2 separate regions of the Gossypium hirsutum genome follow, and region 1 is linked to region 2. Evidence: chromatin contacts called from public Hi-C data. All regions are on one chromosome and are shown on one strand. Each heading gives the region's core, a stretch centred on a gene start, on an enhancer-like site or on the middle of the called end of the contact. The rest is flanking DNA. Distances are from core to core; before and after follow the strand shown.

Evidence for each region. A called contact is a pair of places that touch in the nucleus more often than the background predicts.
Region 1: a Hi-C map of leaf shows a contact between it and region 2, with 2.5 times the contacts expected there. The contact joins the promoter of LOC107941232 here to the enhancer-like site in region 2. A contact is called at or near these places in 11 of 34 Hi-C or Micro-C datasets (callus, hypocotyl and leaf).

The regions. Positions count from the first base shown.
Region 1 is chrD03:6,402,790-6,406,074 of Gossypium_hirsutum_v2.1, forward strand. It overlaps LOC107941232 (glutathione hydrolase 1), which reads right to left and starts at 1,962. Exons shown (of 7, transcript XM_041089682.1): 1 at 1,830-1,962. The coding sequence starts at 1,845.
Region 2 is chrD03:6,337,629-6,341,392 of Gossypium_hirsutum_v2.1, forward strand. No RefSeq gene overlaps it. Among protein-coding and RNA genes, the nearest start is that of LOC107950383, 11 kb to the right of the region's middle. Within about 2 kb of position 1,718, at least 8 of the 9 cell types and tissues checked have an H3K27ac peak or open chromatin away from gene starts, as enhancers often do. A contact at or near this core is called in leaf, where this site is marked.

The DNA of each region.
Region 1 (3,285 bases), core at 712-3,211, 65 kb after region 2:
ACTAATACCAATCAAATTAAGACTCAATCGACATCACATGGAACTATATTAAATCCTACAAAACATATTTTGGCTTACTTGACTACCATATAGGTCTTTAAAATAGTTGTGAAATAAATGTATTTAACACTAGTTCAAAGAGGAAAAAATAATTTATTCGATATACATTTACCCCTAAAGGAAAATCTAACCTAATTTTACTAAAGATCCTAAGTTCCATTTTCTTGATCATGATATTCCATTTTCTCCTCAAACACCATTGACTTCAAAACCCACAATTGATACCCTAAAAACATTGCTATAAAATCCCATAATTCAAAATGATTTCTAAACCCATAACTTGAAGAGATTGAAAACCCATCATAACTAGAAATAAATCATTAAGTGATCTAACCCTAGACCATAAGAATAGTAAACTAAAAAATGTCTTTTTTCATCCATCTCAAACTCAAAAACTAGTAAGGATAAATATTCAATTATTGTTATTGTGGGTTGAGAGCTTTAACATGCAACTTCAACGCTTTGTGGAATAAGAGAAGAAAATTTTTTGGATTAATATTCGTCTTCTTTTTTGTTTTTTGTTGAGAAATTTTTATTTGGGTATTATGATTTGTGAGATGAGAATGAGTAGTAATACAAGATTTATAGTTTGTGAAATTACTGTTTATAAAGTTTGGGGCTTATGGTGGATATAACTTTTTTTTATGTTTAAATTGATGTTGAATTATGAGATTATATCTCGATTGTTAAATTTGTTGAAAATTGTTTGTTGGGAAATTATTGATGTTTGAAGTTTTTATTGAAGTTGCGTAAAAGTAATTGAGTTTATTGTTGAAATAGGTTTAGTACTGTTGTTAATTTATATTTCGTTTTTTGAGAAGAGCGAAACAACAAAACAATGGAACGTTATTGTTTAATTCATCAACACAATATGTTACTAACAAAGAATAGGCAATTGGGAATTAACAACAATCAGCCACAACAATTGGCTAATAATAAGGAATTCTAAACTATGCAAATGGAAGCTATGCGGTTAAAAAAGAAGACGATGAGATACCTGTCAACCATCTCAAAAAAGAACTATTATATTTGTCACTTGGATTATGCTTTTGTTATACATTTTCTGTTAGCAATTTGGTTTAATATTACCAAAGATTTTGATTAATGGCATATTATGCATTGATGTGAACATTGGAATGTGCTATGGAATTTTTCAATTTATTGCATTGGTGTAAACTCTCATTCCCTACATTATCTGCTTCCCCCTCTTAGTAAGTCTTGCTAGTATCTATTGGTTTGGTTGAAGTAGGTGGGGAATGGTCTATTGAAATACCTTATTCAGTTGAAGGAGTTGATCACTGTAACGAAGTAGTTTTTGTTTTGTATAGAGAGACAATAAAAAAACCCTACACATACATACATATCAGGTGTTATTTATGCAAGTCAAACAATGAAAACAATCATCATTTACCTCAACATATGTTGTTGCATTCAATGGTTTTGCTGGAGACTTGTTTCTAGAGGATAATATCCCACAATCCTACAAAGTTTTGAATCAATTCTATAGGAACATGTGAAGAGGGTCTAACTTGTTTTTGGAGGCTTACCTAAACTATAATTCTTGCTAGCATCAATGCTATTGTTGAAGTTGTAGGATCTAGTTCTACCAAAGTTGATACACTTGTTGGTGGAGTTACAGGTACTGAAGGAACTGGAGTTGATGATGCTATATGAGAAGTAAGAATTGTTGTTTCTAAGGGAAACAAATAAAATATAGTTAAATGAAAATAGAACAAAGAAAACATTTGTTTTGGTTGAGAAGCACTTACAGTAGATTTTGAACATTTCCAAAAATTGTGTTGTACTTCAAAGCATTAATGATACCTTATCTTCCTTCCCCTCCTAGATGGTTTGGCACCACCACTTTATTCACCCTCCTTTAATCTATACATATATATTGAATTAAAGTCCAAAGTATCTTCCTCATGCTACATATGGCGCACACCCTCGTTCATTTTTTTCATTTTCTTTTTACATTTTATAAAAGTGGTTAATTTTCAATATTGGTCCTTTTAATATGCTTAAATTTTGGATTTATCCTTATACTTTAATTTCTAACATAATTTGGTCTCTATGTTGTTAAAATTTTATTAATTAGTTTAATATTTTTATAATGTAATTAATTACTTCAAATAGATAATATCGTTAACTTTTCAATTAAAATGTTATGTGATTATATATACTTTGAAAGTAGATTTATAAATCCAAAAAGCAAAGAGACCAAATTCTTAAAAATAAAAGTAAGAGAACTAAATTCCAAATATATGAAGTGTAGAAATCTAGAGTCACGGTTGTTTGAACCAATCAAGGTATCGGTCTAAAGAGAAGCATCAAAGTAGTTAACATGCAAACCAGTACAGACCGGTTGAGCTAAGTTAAAAAAACGATTAAAGTGGTTTTTATTTTTAAATACTTTTTAATGATTTATTCAATTGACCCAGTGGCCTAATTAGTTCGACCACTGGTTCAGTTTTGAAAATCCTACTTAGAGTATATTTTAATTTTTAAAATTTTACTCTATAATATAAAAACAAATAATCAACCCAACATAAAATGTGAATAGCTTTAATTGTTGCCATGGATTTTACTTTTAATTGGGGCTGAAGTGAAGGCATGTTTGTTTTCGTCCAAAATCTCTCACTAGGTACAATAATGAAGATATAACCATACAAGATTTTTTTTCTTTTTTTTTATGAATTACAAAAAAAAAAGGAAAACTCTAACAACAAGCCATTAACACGATTCAAATCTATACTACACCTGAGACAATAAACATCCTAACTATCAGGTAAATAGAGTAGATTCAATACTTTTATTACACTAACAACGCTTCACTTATAAAAGATGTGACATGATGCAACCAAATTTTGTTCCAGCATTTAATGCCTAAACCCCGCGAATACATCAAGTCAAACATCGTCAAAAGTCTAGTTATTTACTTTTACTTGCATTTTCCACATAAAAACGCCGCTAAACATAAATGTTCATTTAAGCTGCCCTTTTGTTTCAGTGACGTTTTCAAGTGCAATCGTCGCTAAAACCTTCACTATACCCAACACCATCGTCCTTCCTCCCAAAACACAAACCCCAAATTTAATTTCAAATCCTAACGCAGCGACGGCTCTATATCTCCATCCGGTTGTCTCTCCCCCTCCGGTTCTCTTTACCTCAATATCTGTTGTGTTTTAACAATTTCATAAGTTGATTTCTTCCACAAGCCAAAAT
Region 2 (3,764 bases), core at 468-2,967:
GATTGTTAACCAGTGAAGTGAACAAGGGAGAAAGATGGTGGTTTGGGTGAATGAGGAAGAGGTGAAGCCCGATGGAATTATTTGTGTTTAAGGAATGTTCTTTGGAGTGCTTCTAGTTGGTTTCTACGCGAGTCTATGAGCTGTTTGCATGACCTTTTTATATAGTGAGGACAAGCTCAACTTTGTGTCCTAAGATCATTGATGTGGAAAAATGATTTAATACCGTTGACAGTGATTGTGATGTGACTACCTAAGATGAGACATATTTGGGTAACTAGCAATCAATTATTTAAGGTCTCCACATGGTCCTCATTTAGCTTTAATGAAGGTGCGTAGTTTAAATAATTCACGAACTAACTATGGATTTGTGGTATTATTATTAATTCTATTAGAAGACACATGTTAAACTCTTAATAATTGCATTGTGAAATTCAAAAATTACGCTGCAAGAATAACAATATTCACAATATTTAATTTTTAAATCTCAAACAGAATCGAATACCAAACTCATCAAGAAATATAAATATATAAATATAAGAAAGATAAGATGTTATAATTAAAAATAAATAATACTAGACAATTGTCATGCTTCGAATTCTGAGTCCGACTCAAGTAAACTAATAAAGGGTTTATATGCCTATAGTCCCTGAAGTTTTAAAAAATTAGGAATTAAATCTTTATAATTATTTTTACTTTTCATATTTTAAAATTCAAATTTAACTGTTAACACAGTTAAATTTTTACTAAATTTATTTATCTGACATTTTAAAATAAAAAACTCAATATAATTTAAAATTTAATAATATTAATAGTTAAATTTAAATTTTAAAATCTAAAAATTAAAGAGATTAAAATTTTAAAAGTAGAATTACTGTTGGCAGATTTCAACCAATAATAAAATATATTTTATCATTGTAGACTCGAACCGACCTAAGGGTGGACATATTATTTTGATGAATCCTGACTTGAATAAAAATATTAATTTTCAGGCTCGACCTGACCATATTTTTCGACTCATTTTTATTTTCGTTTATGCATAATGTTTGAATCCGAGATGATTATTGGACTCCCCGTTATTTCTCATAATTTGATCTATAATATTGGGATCCCAGTTAAAACCCAGGATCATATCACCAATAGCAAAAATTATGCTTTAAAAAGAACCCAGAATTTACAAATCAAAGACAAAATGAAATGGGTTTTCATTTACTAGTATAAAAAAAGAAGGGTTTTTTTTTTTAATTTACAACTGTTTCAGAGCAATGATTTTAGAAAGAAGAAAGAAAGAAAGTGAGAAGTTATCAAGCAGAGAAGGCTCCATTGAAAGCTGCAATACCAATCTGGGTCTTTGGTTCAAAAGCCAACTGGATAGCCTCAATTCTTTGCTGCCCAAATTTTATCTTCACTTTCTGACCCAACTTTGCTACCCAAGAAACCAAGTCAATCTCTTCTTGCTTGTTCCTCGAAACCCTTACCCTCCTTTCGTAATCCTCAGCAACAAGCAAAGCAATATCTGCCATATCTATAACTCTCTGGTTATTGGTTAGGTTAAACTCTGAATAAAGAAAGTGGTGTGAGATGTTCGAATGGATATTGGAACTACGGAGAAAAAGACGTTGATGATTGAAGTATTTATACGAGAAAAAGACCGAATGGATAAGAGTGAGAGGCACAGGTGGGTGGTTTAAGTGGGGCTGTAGTTTAAAATATTAAAACGTGGGGAGACTCAGGGATTGGCTGGTGTTGGTGGTTTTCAGGGATGGGTAAGTGGGCATAGTGGCAAAAATAGTAAAGTCGGTTTTCAAAATCCTATGGACTGACTTAGGGAATGACATGTATGTAGTGGTTACATAGGCTTTTAAGGGAGAAAAACAATGATCGCCCGCTGAAAGTTGAAAATCGAACGCTATGAAAAACGTGAATTTGGGATATGCTCTAGAGTTCTCAATAGCCAGATCGGGTCGGTTCAATTAAAACAATTAGGTACGTTTTTTTAAGTTTGGGTTTAATTTAGACTGAAAATTAAATTTAAAATTTTATCTAAATTCAACCTGAATAAAAATGTTAAAATTCGAGTTTAATTTGATCCATCTGTATTAAAATTTTATATTATTTTGTTATAGAAAAATCAGTTTTAAAAATATAATACATTAAATACACTAAAAATATTAAAATAAATGTTTTTCGACAAATAAAAAATTTTAAAAATACTTAAATAACACTATGATAAGTGCAACTTAGCAAGTAAATACATCTAAAATAATTACAAAATTAATAATAAAACAACAATTATACAATACTCAAACAATAACAACAAAATAGTAGCAATATAATAACGAAATGATAGCAAAACAATGAAAAAACAGTGGCAAAACAATAAAAAATAACAGCAATTTTTTTCTTTTACAAATTCGGACCGGGCCTGGGCCAAAAAAGCTTATTCGAAGCCTAGACTATTTATAAAATGGACATTATTTTTTGTTTAAGCCCATTTTTTGAGCTTATATTTTTACTCAAACCCTTCCACTTTTCGAGCGAGCCCTCAGACCGGACCTATGGACAAGTATAATATGCTCAACCTTTTTCAAATGTTATTATCTATATATCTATACTAATAATAAAATTCATGAGTTGTAAAAAGTTAATTGGATATCAAATTAATTAGTTGGGGAAATTATATATGTTATTGAATGTTAGTGACTTTTATTTATATTATTTGTTAAGTTCTTGATTGGGTTGATGTCAACTTTAACCTTCTTTTATCATTAAAAAAAGTGATATCATACGAGAGACTTTAATATTTTAATTTTAACTAAAATGAAATAAAATATGCATATGATATAATTTGAACCTGCGTCAATTGCTAGATTATTAAAACCTTAAATTTTCACTCAACTAAAGCTTCATTTTTATATATTGTAATACATTTTTGTTTCATCGTTTATTGTATATTACTTTTAAACAAGCATATGAGTTTTAAGTCTGTGGTTTTCATACGCATACATGTCTGATAGAATTCTAGTATTATGTAAATTTTTTCAAAAGTGACCCTTAAAAAACTACATCATAAAATCCTTTTAAAAAAAACTTCAAGTTTATTAAACTATTAGTAAGTTTATATTTTGGTCATTTAATTTTTAAAAATTATAAAATAGTCACTAAATTATTCGAATGTTTTCATTTAAATCACTGGATTATTAAGACTTTTTTCTTAAAGTCCACCCAATAAGTTTCAAGTGACAATTCAATGATCGGTACGGTGAAACAGTACCCAATGACGAGTAGAAAAAGTATCTCAAATTGGTCGATGTTGGAGATTGAAGAAGTTCATATTTTGGATTGTAGATTGGTGGCATTCAAAGATGTTTCATGAAAAAAAACTAAACTATAGAAGTGGAGGGGAAATTTACACCTTTCAATTGGTGTTAGAGGTGAGAATGAAGAAAGTCATACACCGACGATTTTAACAGTGCAATGACTTAAATGAAAATTTTTGAATAGTTTCATGTCGATTTTGTAACTTTTTGAAGTTGAGAAACCAAAACGTACACTTGCTAATAGTTCAATGACCATAAATATAGTTTATCCCAAAAAATTACTCTTTTTTTAATTACATCTTTAAGTTTTTTTTAATATATTTATTAACAAATAACATTTTTTTATATATGTAAAAAATCATCTTTACTTTTTGCATTATGTTTGGATTGGAGTAGGGAGAGAGAAAGGAAAAGAAAGTAAGGGAAAAGGAGAATTTATCCCTTGTT